3 separate regions of the Hordeum vulgare genome follow, and all the other regions are linked to region 1. The links are chromatin contacts, called in public Hi-C maps. All regions are on one chromosome and are shown on one strand. The core of a region is the stretch at or near the end of the contact, and the rest is flanking DNA. Distances in the headings are between cores, read along the strand shown.

Region 1 (4,709 bases), core at 1,614-4,113:
TCACTTTCCCTTTTCCACTATAAATACCCCCCTTCCCACTTCGTGAGAGGGTGCCCAACACAGCCATATCCTCATAAGAACACATTTATACCTCACACACATTCGCTCACACCAAATCTTAGCTCCCAAGAGTATTTGTGAGCCCCTTTGAGAGTTGTTCCAATCAAAAGATAGATCGTCTCTCTCTCCTTCTCTCAACCCAAGCTATTTGAGATTCGAGCAAGTTTTGAGCATTTCTCGTGATCTTGTTACTCTTGGAGGTTGGAGACTCCTAGGCGGTAGGAGTTCTTCGGAGAGGAATCAATCCATGTGATTACCCCCTGGAAAAGTTTGTGAGGGTTTGGAAGCCACCTCAAAGGCTTACCACTAGTGGTTGAGAAACGCCTTCGTGGTGTTATCTCAAGGGGAGAATAGGGTGAGCCTTCGTGGCGTTGGTGTGCCTTCGTGGTAACATTCACCTCTCTAACAGTGACTAGCCTCCCTCCAAGGAAGTGAACATCGGGATACATCATTGTCTGAGTGACCTTGGTTATCCTTCAGACCTTTACCCTAACTCCTTGCTTGTGGTTTACTTGTGTTACTTGAGCATACATACATTGCATATTGTTTGTGCTCATTATATTGTGTTGGCTATTTCTTGTACAAGATTAATCGTTCAAGCATACCCTCTATATCCACACGTTCACACTTGCAACTCTTGATATATCGTGTGCTATAGTGTGATCTAGTATCTTGTGTCGTTCACCTACTTGTCGTGTGATATAGCTTAAGTAAGTTTGTGTAACTTACTTGTGCTTGTTAGTAACCGTGTTGTGTCCATCTTGATAGATCATGTTGGTGGTACACGTTGCGGTGCCTATTGCATTTAGGATTTGTGCTTGAAAAGTAAACCCTTAGTTTATTTCCGCATTACGTTTAAGCCAAATTCGAAGAAGTTTTTAAATAGCCTATTCACCCCCCCTAGGCGACATCGTGGTCTTTTCAGGTTGACACGCATGTACCCGACGTCGGGCACGGAGATAGTGAACATCTCCGACGAGGACTCGGCTGGTTGGTCTACGTAGTACGTAGGATATTTTTGCATGCCTTTATATGATTAAATTTTAAACTTGACCGGGCAATATTCGCGGACGCGTCCGATGGGTTCGGATTTGCCCATCGCTGTTGTAGCTGCTCTTAGCTGCCAAATGTTTGCCAAGAGGGGTGACATATGGAAACAATATTGTCACCATTTTTAGTTACTAGACGATGCCGAACGCGTTACGGCGGGAACCTTGTTAAAAATGTATGGGTAAGTGATGGAACACCAAAATTAATGCAAAAACAAATATAAAACTTTTTTACATGATTTAATTCCCTCAAAAAAATAATGCACGAGGTGGTATGTTTTGCATGAAGAAATTAATGAAAAAAAAAACTTATAACTCCATACATAACTTGACGATGTGGCATTGTTCCATGAAAAAACTAATAAGTTGTATATCTATTTAAGAATAGAGGGTGAGGGATGGCTGTTTATTCACACGACATAAAAAAAAGTTCATTTGCCGCCCCCTCCCCAGCGAAGGGTCGCTCACCCTGTCACAAGCGGGGTCCCGAGGCCGGATCCGGTTCGGATTACGAGCCATGTTAACAGCAAACGGGGAAATCACGGTCCATCGCATCAACGAGCGCGGAACGCAGCAGCACACGCGGCTGACACCCACACCCACACGGACCTCCGAGCCTCCGAGCGAGCAAAGCCAATGCGTGCGGGCATATAGAGAGAGAGAGGGGGGAAAGCGACGCACGCGCCAACCACAGCCGCGCAAACGCAAGAGCGAGCCGAGCCCCGGGTCGGAATCCCGTACCCGCCCGCGCGCATCGATCGATCGATCTACCCTCTCTTTTGGATAGCGTCAAACCTCTGCCCGCTGCCGAAAATAGTCGGCGTCGCCCTGCTTGAAATGGCGACGGGGTAGGCCTGGTCCTCCTCCTCCTCAGTCCTGCACGCCTCCCTCCAGTCCCCGCTCGCAGCCGCACAGGCTCAGCGCAGCGCGCAGCGCAGGCAGCCGCACAGGGACAGGGAAAACATAGCTCAGGTGCCCGTGGCTGCCGACGGGGCCCTCCCGCCGTACCTCCCTCTCCGCTTGTTTAAGGCCCCCCATTGGCTGCCGCCTTTTCCTTGTGATAAGTCGTTTCTTAACACGCTTTAAAGCCAGCCCCCCCTAGACTAGTGGCGCTTCTTTTTTCCTTGGCTCCGCTTTACCGTTCATCGATCAGATTTCGGCAACCTAAACAAAAGAAGATCAGATTTCGGCGGTGCGGTGGCCATTTTGTTCGTCGCTGCTTGTGTTATGCTACGTATACATATAAACTCCAAATTTAAAATGACCTCGGGGCTCGGGCGGGGTACATACATCCACATCCCACTCATTGCCAGTGCAACACAAACACTCTGAGCGTACACAAGTGGGGGGTTAGTTTTGTGAGAGGAAAACCGACCGAGAATTCAGCGCCACTTGCACCGGCCGGCGGCACCGTTGCTTCCTTCCTGCGATCCTCACCGTCACCCCTCATCACCGACCACCATCTGGCTTCTCATTTTCGCTCCGTTTCAACATGATTCAGTCAATCAAAAGCAAAAGGATAAACCCATGTTGTAATTCCACCAATCAAGAACTCACCTTTTCTGCTAATATGTTGAGCCGACATGGTGCAGGCAGGCAGCGTCAGGCGAGGGGGGGCATTCCGGTAAACACGCACCTGCAAGTGAAAGCATCGCCGCACCGGCAGGCATCTCTCCCTCTCTCACCGTGCGTGGGGGCACGCTCGTCATTTCCGGCTGCCGTGCGAGCGAGCATGGCCCCGACCCGAGGGCGCTCACTCCCACACGCACACACAGACGAGACGCGGAGGAGTATAAAATTTGCTCCACGCACACACAATCACAGAGCCCCCCAATCCGTGGATTAAACTAGTTCCGCAAAAGCAGAGAGGCCAAGGCCACCACCACCGCCTCCCTCCTTGGTTTTGCTGCTCGATCTCCTCTTCCCTTTTCTCTCTCCCTCGCTCGCCGTAAAGAAGCCATAGGCGGATAGGAGAGGAGAGGAGAGGAGAGGAGGGAGGGAGTAGCGCTAGCGTAGCAGCAGCTCGGGAGGGTGGAGATCGAGCGGAGGGGGGGAGAGGAAAAAAGCAATCGCAATCGAGTGTTTCTGCTCCCCGGCTGGAAAGTCTCCCATCTTTTCTTTTCTTTCTTTCCCCTGGGGAAGCTGAATTGGTCGATTGATTCGTGCGTGCGCGGTCATGGCCACGAGGCGGAGCTAGTGGAGCCACGCTTGTTGATTTCTTCGGCTTCGAGGGGAGAATTATCGGTGTTTGGGAGGAAGGAGGGGTCGGGGTCGGGGAGGAAGCTAGCTGATGTACGGCTCGCCGGCGTCCAAGGATCTGAACCAGCCGCCGCCGCCGATGAACTCCTCCGGGCTCCTCAGGTACAGATCGGCGCCCAGCACGCTGCTCGGCGAGGTCTGCGAGGAGTTCCTCCAGCCCGGCCCCCGCGCAGCCAGCCCCGACGCCGCCGCCGCCGCCGCCGCCGACAACGTCTTCTCCCGCTTCCTGGCTGACCACCAGATCCGAGACACCAAGCCGCCGCCGCCGCCGCCCGTCGCCCACTTCCCGGATGACGCTGCTGCCATGGCATCCCAGCACCACCACCACCAGCAGCAGCAGATGATGTTCCACTCCCACCAACAGCAGCAGCAGCAGCAGATGCCCCCCGTCGGCGTCGAGGGGCTCTACCGCACCGTCAGCTCCGCCGGGATGGACTCCGCCGCGGCGGCCACCGTCGGCGGCTCCAGCAGCCTGCTCCGGCAGAGCAGCTCCCCCGCCGGGTTCCTCAATCATTTGAACATGGACAACGGTCGGTACTACTATCACTCCTCCTTTCCTTAATTCGGCCTTCTTTTGGTACTACTCCATGGTTCCATAGTTCCTACTCGCCGCGCGCCCCGCAATTATTACAGCTTGTTGGGAGCATTTCTATTTCGGGAACTAAATCCCGCGCCCTCCCGCCGCTCAATTCATTCAGGGTACGAGAGCATGCTGAGGCAAGGCATGGGCGTGGGCTTCAGGAACGGCGCCACCAACGCCGCCGCCGCCGTGGACTCCTCCGGCAGCGGAGGCGGCAGGCTCAAGGGCCAGCTCAGCTTCTCGTCGCGGCAGGGCTCGCTCATGTCCCAGATCTCGGAGATGGGCAGCGAGGATCTCGGCGGCAGCAGCCCCGAGGGCGCCGGAGGCAGTCGCGGATACATCCCCGGCTACCCCATGAGCTCCGGGTGGGAGGAGTCGTCGCTCATGTCGGAGAACATGTCCGGGATGAAGCGCCCACGGGACTCCTCGGAGCCTGCCCAGGTGCGTGCGTGCGTGCGTCCACAGTTTCATTCTTTGCCGTGAGCACCCGACTGACATGGCTTGGTTCGTCCGGCGCAGAACGGGCTGGCGCACCAGTTCAGCCTGCCCAAGACCTCGTCGGAGATGGCCGCCATCGAGAAGTTCCTCCAGTTCCAGGACGCCGTGCCATGCAAGATCCGGGCCAAGCGCGGATGCGCCACGCACCCCCGCAGCATCGCCGAGCGGGTAAGCAAATTCCTACTGCTTGTTTTAGATTGACAGTATTGTTGCACACGATTGCTACTACTAGTCTTTGTGGATCAAGCGGTTGATCATCCTTG
Region 2 (4,709 bases), core at 775-3,274, 490 kb before region 1:
TGAGGAGTAAAGAACAGTCTCCCGTTAGCACTGTTTCTGGCGCCGTTGGAAGGTCTTTTGTTGCTGTAGCAGTATGTAATCCCAAACAACCGTCGAAGGAATAACCTATTCTATTATCAAGCGCAATATTTATTTTTTGTTGCCCTAAAACCCTTCCACCTTCTTATCACGCATCGAATGATTGCCTACCCGTTGAAACTTTTGTACCATCGCCAATTGCTCTCAATGAATTCCCTGGGTTACAACTCGAGAAATAGTTCATGTCTTCTTCCCTGAGTTCACCGTCAGATGCCCAACTTTGTGGAGATACGTTCTTCCAGCGTTTTCCCTATTATAACATACATAGGACGATGAAGATCATGAAGAAAGGATGATGACTTCATCAGGATGACATGAAACAGAGAATTGAAGACTTCAACAAAAGGGATTGACTTCTTCGAGAAAGAGCAACCAAGAACTAGAAGATTCGTTAGAATTTCGTACCTCGAACTTCCCCCTTACTCTACCTCTTAAATCTTGGGACGAGATTTCTTGTACTGGAGGAGATTTGTAACATCCCTAGTGTCATGCTACAGTAACCTCCCCCTAATGTACCATGACGTCATGCTTTATTAAGATAATTTGCCATTTAATTAAAATCAAAGCCAACTTCAAATTTGAAATAAAGTCAACTAAATTATTTCTTCAAACTATAAAATAAAAATATTGGCTCAGTTGCAAATATTCACCTATTAACTTCGAATAGCAACTAATATAATTTGAAACAACACACATGCCCTTATCTTTTTTAACTCGACCAACATCACTTAAGTGAGCCATTTGAATTCAAACCCAATTTAAAATATTTCAAAATGGCCTCAAACTCTGTGTGCCTTTCCAAAATATTGTATATTATCTATGTTTGGAGTTTCATGTTCAACAAAATCTTTTACTAGCTCTAATAAATACAAAACAAGAGCAAAGAGTAAATTAGTAAAGAGAAAAGAAAAAGAGGAGGACCTAATCTAATCAGCACTATAGCCCATCTAGCATAATGGGAGGCCCAGCCCACATTCCCCACTTGTCTTCCTCCTCTGGCTACACAAGACACGCACGGGATTGTGGCGACCATCCCATGGCGCGCCCTCGCGCCCCCGGTCATTCTCCCCCCATCTCTGCCCGAGCTTGAGCTCGGGCTCGTCGCGACCGAGCCGCCCCATCACCATTGCCCCTGTCGTCACGCTTCTCCGCCTCCTCCTCGTCGGTCACCATCATGCCCCGCCCCCGCCCCCTGCACCGCTAGTGAACCGACCCCATCTCCCTTCCTCTCTTCCCGTCTCGCCCGCTCATACTATCACGGTCGCCATCCTCCTACTCGCTCATTCTTCGCGTCGAACCGCATGCCTGCGAGACCCTCGTCATGCTCGAACACGCCCTTGCCAGCGCTGCCTGCGCCCACCCTCGCTCGTGCCCGCCAAGCCACGCGCCGCGCTTCGCCGCTCTGCATCGCCTCCGCCGACGGCCGCCCGCCATCGCTGCCCTATTGCCGCCGCTGCGCTCCTTTCTGCTGTCCTTGCTAGCGCCTGCGCTGCTGCCGCTACTACTTGTTGTTGCGCTACTACCTCCCAGCGCTCGCTATCGCCGCAACCCTCCCGCGTCATGCCCGTGCATAGTCGAACACCGGCCGCTGCTCCGATCGCTGCAGACACCACTCTGTCGCGTCCCGGCCACCCCACAACCGCCATCTGAACCGCGCCAACTCCAGCTTCGTGTAGGACCGGACGACGACGGCTCCCGACGCGAGGAACGCGTTTCCGGCGAGATTTCAGCCTCCGTCGCCGCGTCTGGCCTTATTGCCGGTGCGAGCATGCTTAACCATCAGTCGACTCACTCCCACGTGGGCCAGGGCCTTTAGCCCGTAATTAAGTTGTTAAGAAAATTAGAATATTTATTTTATATAATAAAGTCACTATCATGTGGGCCGAGTCCCCTATTTAACCTTTTTAGTTTACAATAAAACCCTGGTTAAGCCGAGTGTCTATGATAGATGGGGCCCAGCGGTCACTTTGACAACTCAAACTGGCTCGTTGACTGCTGATGTCACGGTGGTGTCATGGTGACGCAATAACTCTTCTCTGAATTAAAATAAATCTGTTAAAATCATAAATAGATTTAAAAACTTTGAAAATCCTATAAAATAATACGTAGTTCGGATGAAAAAGTTTATACATGAAAGTTGCTCACAAAAATCCCATGAATCCGAATATGCTGTCCGTTCATGTGTCACATGCCCCTAACATGATGAACATGCACATTCCATGTTAGGATCATCTATTTGTTATAAGCGAGAGACCCGGGAAATATCGTCTGATATTTTCCCGCTCCGTGTGTGACGTGTAGTACTGCATTAGCTCATCCCTAGCTCTACATATTGCCATGTCATGCAGCGTGTTGCATCTGCTTGTTTGTGTTTATTGTTTCTCCCCCCTCTTCTATCCGGTAGACACCAAGACTCACGCTGCTGCCGAGTACGACTACTACACTCAAGTTTAGCCTTTTGCAACATAGCTTGTCCTTGCTACTGTTGTTGATACTCCTACTTGTTATCCTAAATGCCTAGTATGGGTTTCCTAGTATTCCATTAGTGGCCCTACATTCTTTGTTCGTCTACTATGCTATACTATCGGGCCGTGATCCCCTAAGGGAGGTGATCACGGGTATATATATATACATATTGTAAATCATACGTGATGTGACTAAAGTCGGGTCGGCTCGTAGAGTACCGCGAGTGATTCATGGACTCAGGGCTGAAATGACATTACCCCAATGGCCCCGTGAGTGAATCTTTGTGGCAGAGCGACGGGGCAGGTTGAGACCGCCTAGGAGAGAGGTGAGCCTGGTCCCTGGTCGTTGTCCATGGTTATTTCATAATAACACGCTTATCGAGTTTGGATATTTGATCTGAATTTGTCGATTGACCTATACACACTAACATTCACGCGGGAATAGTCATGGGTACTCGACGTCGTTGTATCAACCGAAGCTCTTCGAACATCAGCATTGGAGTGAGGCGCGCCCGAGTGGTCCGTGTAAGCACCTGCCTTGTAAAGGAGGTCACCAGGACATATGTTGACCGCACCCGCAACGTGCAGGAGTGCAAAGCGTGATGCGCCCAAGACCCCTGCATGCATATGATTTAGTCCGGCGGGCTGGCCTCACTGTTGAGTCTAGGTAGGGTTACCAAGTATTGATGTCCCAAAGGCCGGTCATGACCTAGGAAAGTGTGTATGGCCAGAGGTATCAAGCGTGTTGGGGAATGTGGTGCACCCGTGCAGGGATGATTATACTATTCAAATAGCCGTGTCCACGGTAATATGATGACTTGGAGTTTTATTCCGACCTCTTTTACAACTAAAATTTGAAACTTAATAAAATACACCCAGATAAGTGACACATACAACTCCGCAATCGCTCTCTCTCAGGGAGACGAGGAGAGGATCTCCGGGTTAGGATTAGTGCCATACATTGATACTTGTTATTATAAAATATGTTCTCTTCTCATGCTGCAAGATGATGGCTGTCAGAAGTGTAGTCTTTGATAGGACTAGCTTCCCTCCTTATTCTGGAATTTTGCAGTTTAGTCCACAGATACTACCCCTTTCATTTGATACCAATGCATATGTAGTTTAGACCTGACATAAGTCTTGCGAGTACTTTGGATGAGTACTCATGGTCGCTTTGCTGCCTTTCCCCCTACGTTCTTCTACCTGATTGCCGCGATCACATGGAGGATCCGAGGTGCCAGATGCTACCGCCGGCGACTGCTACTACCCCGACGGAGCCTACTACTAAGTGGAGGCCGCTAACGACTAGGAGTAGTTAGGAGGCACCCACGGAGGAGGCCTTGCCTTTTCGACCGATGTATATTTTGTGCTAGCCTTCTTAAGGCAAAACTTGTTTACTTAATGTTTGTACTCATATATTGTTGCTTCCGCTAACTCATGTATTCAAGCCCTCATGGCCTTGCTTGTAATATATACCTTTATGTTTGACTTTATGTCTAGAGTTGTGTTGTGATATTGATTAGTGTGTCCTTGAGCTTGATTGTACATGCTTGCGTGTATGATTAGTGTACGATCAAATCGAGGGCGTCACACCCACTAGGCAACAAAGTGTTCCCACCCCCTAGGCGCGCCATGTTGTGTGATGGGGCCCACGCGCCTCCCCAATCCTATTTCCAGTACTACAAATTTACATATTTGAAGAAAAATTCAAAGAGAAGTTTTCATCGTGATCTACGAGGCGGAGCTGCCGCCACCTCTTGTTCTTCCTCGGGAGGGCTGATTTGGAGCGTGTTTTTGGCTCCGGATAGGGGGATTCGTCGCCGTCGTCATCACCAACCCTTCTCCATCAAAATTACAAGATGCTCACCACCGGGGGTGAGTTATTCCTTTGTAGGCTCGCTGGTCGGTGGTAGGGTTTGGATGAGATTGATTATGTAATCGAGTTAAGTTGATAGGGCTTGATCCGTGGTATCCATTATGTTGTGAGATTGATATTGCTATGAATTTGATATGCTTATTGCTTGTCACTAGGGCCTGAGTGCCATGATTTCAGACCTAATCTTATTGTGTTCTCTCTGAATATGAAAAATGTTTAGCTAAATAAGAAATAGAAGATAGATAAAATCAACCATAACATCGTTTATCATTCTTGTCAACGAAAGTTTC
Region 3 (4,709 bases), core at 1,403-3,902, 370 kb before region 1:
CTGGAAATGTTGGAGTACGCTTGCGAGCAAGATCTTCATGTGGCTGGCGGTGCAACACCGCTTGTGGACTGCTGATAGGAGGGTCCGCCATGGTTTGCAAGATCACAGCTCCCCGTGTTATCTGTGCAACCAGGAGGAAGATGCGGTTGAACACATCCTCATGCAGTGTGTTTTTGCTCGGCAAGTCTGGCACATTTGTTTCATCAGGATGGGTCTTGCGGGACTCTGTGTGCCCCTACCTCACGACACCTTGGTTAAATGGTGGCTGATGGCCAGGAAGTGTATCACCAAGCCTACCCGTAGAAGTTTTGACACATTTGTCATACTCATCTGTTGGACCATCTTGAAGCAGCGCAATGGTAGGATGTTTGGAAGGAATCAGATCAAGAATGAATGGGGCACGACTGACCTAATTTTCGATGAATTGCGCTCTTGGGCGAGAGCTGGAGCCTTTGGAGTCACTCCATTAGCTGAGTAGTTAGTCGTATGAGTCGAGGGGAGGGGGTTTATGCTGGTTAGGATCGGTGTGTGCTCGCTAACTAGCTGCATGTAATCTCTTATACATATTTTTCGTCTTCTATAAAGGTTGGTACATCAGTAGTGTACCCTTAAAAAAATCGATTGACTCGACGAGACCAAAACAATCTGTGTAAAACATGCTTTCATATAAGGCCGTGTTGGAGGTAATACCAAATATTAATACTTTAAACACAACTTCGGCCTGGAGATGAGATCAAATGCAATAACCCAAATATAAAAAATGTTCATCTTATACACACGATGATCTATTATATTGTATAATTTCCATTTTAGGCCGTATTATATACTTTATTTGTTTTGAAATAAGTTTTTCAACTTTGTAACACTAAGGTTGAGACATTTTTTTGGGACGGAGGGAGTATGCTTCTGCAGTGTGAGAATATGTGACAACATATTTCAGGAAAAAGATTTGTCTCGCGGCGCGTGAGTTATCATTAGTTTTCTTGTACCAGTGAGAGAGACAAGTCGTGGTCCTAATGCCAGACGCAGATCAAGCTGTTTTGTGGCCTGAGACTCTCGGAGAGCAACTCATAATGGAATCAGCTGAGAGACACCCTACCACTGCTCACATAGCAATAACAAACCTGGGCCCTCTGGTCTTCCCTTCTAATCTAAAAAAAAGTCCATCTGGTCGTACGTTCAGTTCTTCAGCCACAATATACGGAGCCTGAAGCGTCGATATAGACCCCGCAAGCCAGTGAGCCTCTGGGATCCCTAAGGGCATCTCCAACAGTTTGTTGGTTAGGTTGTTGGTAAAATATGCCATGTCATCAACCAACACCTTAACATACAACTACTCCAATGGGTTGTATCTAGTTTGCCCAATAAGATGTGATGTAATAAATAAGGTGCTCTCTCATTCTACATTGGAGCTTGTGCAAGGGTGTTGGTTAATTTACATACAACCTTGCTCTCTTTTCTCATTTATTGCATGACACATCATCAAAAATCCTATGTGTCAAAATTACCAACAACTATCTTACAACCATTGGAGATGCCCTAATAAGTATATGCATGATTAGAAGTCTGCAACTACTTTTAAATGCTGAAATGACTTGGATTTGATGGTAGAGTTCGATGCACTAATGCAGGTATGCCTGCATTGCCTAGATGCAGAGCATTTTCCTCTTGTCACGCCGCACGTGCAGCCCACGTGACCCCTCCTTCTGCTAACTTTACTACTCCATCAGCAGGAGTTCCGAGATCTCGTCCCCTGAATATTTTTCCCGGGAGATCCGGCAGCAGCAGGAGATTGGATCTCCGTGTCCCCGTCTCTCATCCCCGTTGCTTTTGTTTTTCTGATCTCTTTCTTCTTCAGGCTAACCCGCACTTTAGGTTGTGCTTCAGTTTCAGCACCGTGTCGTCTCAGTTAAGGACAATTCAGCAGATTTGTCAGTAAGTTCAGAGTCCCTTCGTCTGGAAATAGATCTGTAGATCGCATCTTGCGCCCATACCCAGCTAGCGTCGAAGGAGAGACGGAAACTATGTGCCAACATTCATGTTACCAGCACCGAAAAATGATTCCGTGGACACGAAACATGGCCAACCTGCTAGTGCTAGTACGATGGAGGTAAGCAGCCATTGACAAAGTGAGCTGTGGCCTTGAAGCGGCTGTCCCCGAACCCAAGAACACCAGTTCAGGCGCTCGCCCGGATCGAAATCGCCTTTCTGGCCGTGTCGTCCACATGTGGCGCATCTCAGGTGTTGGGAGATGGCATCCCTGATCCGTCCATCTATAATTGGAGCAATCGACTCCTGCTGCCTAATAAGTTGTTAGCTTGTGTTGTGGTAGGTCATCGCCCAACCGTGATAATAGATAGATCCAGAACTACTTCCCCATGTCTGCAGGTAGGTAGATGTGACCCACGAGCTGGAACAATCGATCCAGGAGGTTTGTTCTCCCTTGCAAGTTTTAATCGTCCAGAAAAAAAAAAACGAATCGCCCGTGCGGCGAATGCGAAAGCAAGCGGTGCTCGCTTTTGCGCGCGGAAGCGTCCGCTGCTAACGACGCGCGGCGCACGCTTCCACGTGACCGGCCCGGGTTCGTTTGTTTGTTCGCAAAGAACCAATGATTAGATTAACAGCGCACGGCTGCACGCCACTGCGAGGAGAGCGCGGGGGCGTAGGGACGCCGTGGGTTCAACTCAAGGCCGCCTTTTGCCCCCAGCGCGCGGCCGGGGACCTTCGAGCCCGCGTTTGCAAACGGCTGTCTAACACCGACCCTGGTTGTTGCTTAATCATCTATAGCCGGGCGTCCTAAACCCCTTCGTAAGTTTGAATGGACGGTTGGGTGAGTGATCAAACAAAAAACCCGATCCAAACAAATGCTTCAAACCGGCCTCAAACGACCGGACTAACTAACATTTTTCATATTCAGTTCAAATATGAGACGGATGTAAAGAGGTTCGGGGACGACCAGACGCGTTTGTCACATCGAACCCGATCTACGATGGTTCACCCGACCCATATATAATCGTCCATATTCGCTTCCGGGACCAAACCCTAGCCACTCCCCTTTTCTTCACTTCATTCCGTCCCCAAGCTTCCTTTGACGATCTAGGACCTTCTCTGCATGATGGACAGCAGATCCAAGTCTTACATCTTCACGTTCGTCGACCTCGAATTATACACGCGGTGTTGAGGAGGAGTTGACCGTCAGGTTTGAGCTCCGTGAGGAAGCCGTCCGACGACAACACTCGGACTCCTTCCATCAGGAATCCATTGCGTCCGCCCAAATGGCGCATGGATCCGTCACGAGGTGTGTCATTGCAAACTCACCGGAGTGTGTGTGGTCCATCTGGCATCCGAACGCGTTGGCAAGGGACGCACCATGGGCTTCGTCCGATGCAAACATGGCGCGACGTGCTTGTCGTGCGAGGTAGCGAGCACGGGAGGCGGCGGTAGCCCACACGACGGTGGATGTTGGCAAGGCGGAGACAGATTCTCCGACGCCCCGTATGGTGCACCAGTTCATGTACTGCAGCCGCATCGTGGTGGATGTCGTTGACCTGTCCCGGGATGGATCCATCATCGATGTGACGTCCACCGTCACGGTTCCGTGCTCCAATAAGAAAAAGTAGGGCATGGGAGACGGCGACGCCCCGAGTCCCGTCAGCCGGTCCTACTCTACCTCGCCGACGGCGAGACCAACACTCCCGAAAGCATAGCCGGCCGCCGGACATGGATATGTCGTAGCCAGATGAACTCTGATAAAAGATCGGTTTATGTTGCATGTAATAGTATGGACTAAAGGTTTCTAATATGAGATATTCGATTGTAGAATGGATTATTCGAGGTGTGATCGGTCACCGTCTGCGTACGCCCTTGGACACGTCCGCACGCGTTTGAGGATAGGATTTGCGTGTTGGGGAACGTTGCATGGGAAACAAAAAAATTCCTACGCACACGAAGACCTATCATGGTGATGTCCATCTACAAGAGGAGATTAGATCTACGTACCCTTGTAGATCGCTAAGCGGGAAGCATTAAGAAACGTGGTTGATGTAGTGGTACAACGTCGTGATTCAAATCACCGTCGTCCCACGATCTGTCCCATGATCCGTTCCGATCTAGCGCCGAATGGACGACACCTCCGCGTTCAGCACACGTACAACTCGATGACGATCTCGGCCTTCTTGATCCAGCAAGACAAACGGAGAAGTAGATGAGTTCTCTGGCAGCGTGACGACGCTCCGGTGGTGGTGATGATCTACTCCTGCAGGGCTACGCCCGAGCTCCGCGGAAATCTGATCTAAAGGCAAAACTATATGGAATAGGCTTGAGTTGCACGTGGCAAAGTTGTGTCTCAAAAAGCCCTAAACCACCAATATATATAGGAGGAGGGTAGGGGCTAGCCTTGGGGCACAAGGGCCCCAAGGGTGCGCCCGTCGAAGGGGGAGGAGGACTCCTCCTCCAATTCGGTTTGGGAAGGAGGAGTCCTCCACTTCCTTCCCACCCCCCTCTTTCCTTTTCTTCTTCTTTTCTTTGGTATTTTTACTTGTGGCGCCATAGCCCTCTTGGGCTGGATCCACCAGCCCACTAAGGACTTGGTGCACCACCCTAAGGTCATGGGATCATTCCCGTGTGGGTGGGCCCCTCCCGGTAAACACTAGGAACCCATTCGTCACTCCCGGTACACTGCGGAAATGCCCGAAACTTTCCGGTGACCA

The links. A called contact is a pair of places that touch in the nucleus more often than the background predicts.
Region 2: a Hi-C map of leaf shows a contact between it and region 1, with 2.8 times the contacts expected there. The contact joins the enhancer-like site here to the promoter of LOC123409419 in region 1. A contact is called at or near these places in 2 of 6 Hi-C or Micro-C datasets (leaf and seedling) and 1 of 1 datasets of contacts at active chromatin or transcription factors (embryo).
Region 3: a Hi-C map of seedling shows a contact between it and region 1, with 2.7 times the contacts expected there. The contact joins the enhancer-like site here to the promoter of LOC123409419 in region 1. A contact is called at or near these places in 1 of 6 Hi-C or Micro-C datasets (seedling) and 1 of 1 datasets of contacts at active chromatin or transcription factors (embryo).

The regions. Positions count from the first base shown.
Region 1 is chr7H:174,291,848-174,296,556 of MorexV3_pseudomolecules_assembly, reverse strand. It overlaps LOC123409419 (transcription factor bHLH130-like), which reads left to right and starts at 2,863. Exons shown (of 6, transcript XM_045102326.1): 1 at 2,863-3,898; 2 at 4,067-4,389; 3 at 4,468-4,614. The coding sequence starts at 3,400.
Region 2 is chr7H:174,781,191-174,785,899 of MorexV3_pseudomolecules_assembly, reverse strand. No RefSeq gene overlaps it. Among protein-coding and RNA genes, the nearest start is that of LOC123408276, 120 kb to the left of the region's middle. Within about 2 kb of position 2,024, at least 1 of the 3 cell types and tissues checked has open chromatin away from gene starts, as enhancers often do. A contact at or near this core is called in leaf, where this site is marked.
Region 3 is chr7H:174,663,029-174,667,737 of MorexV3_pseudomolecules_assembly, reverse strand. No RefSeq gene overlaps it. Among protein-coding and RNA genes, the nearest start is that of LOC123408276, 240 kb to the left of the region's middle. Within about 2 kb of position 2,652, at least 3 of the 3 cell types and tissues checked have open chromatin away from gene starts, as enhancers often do. A contact at or near this core is called in seedling, where this site is marked.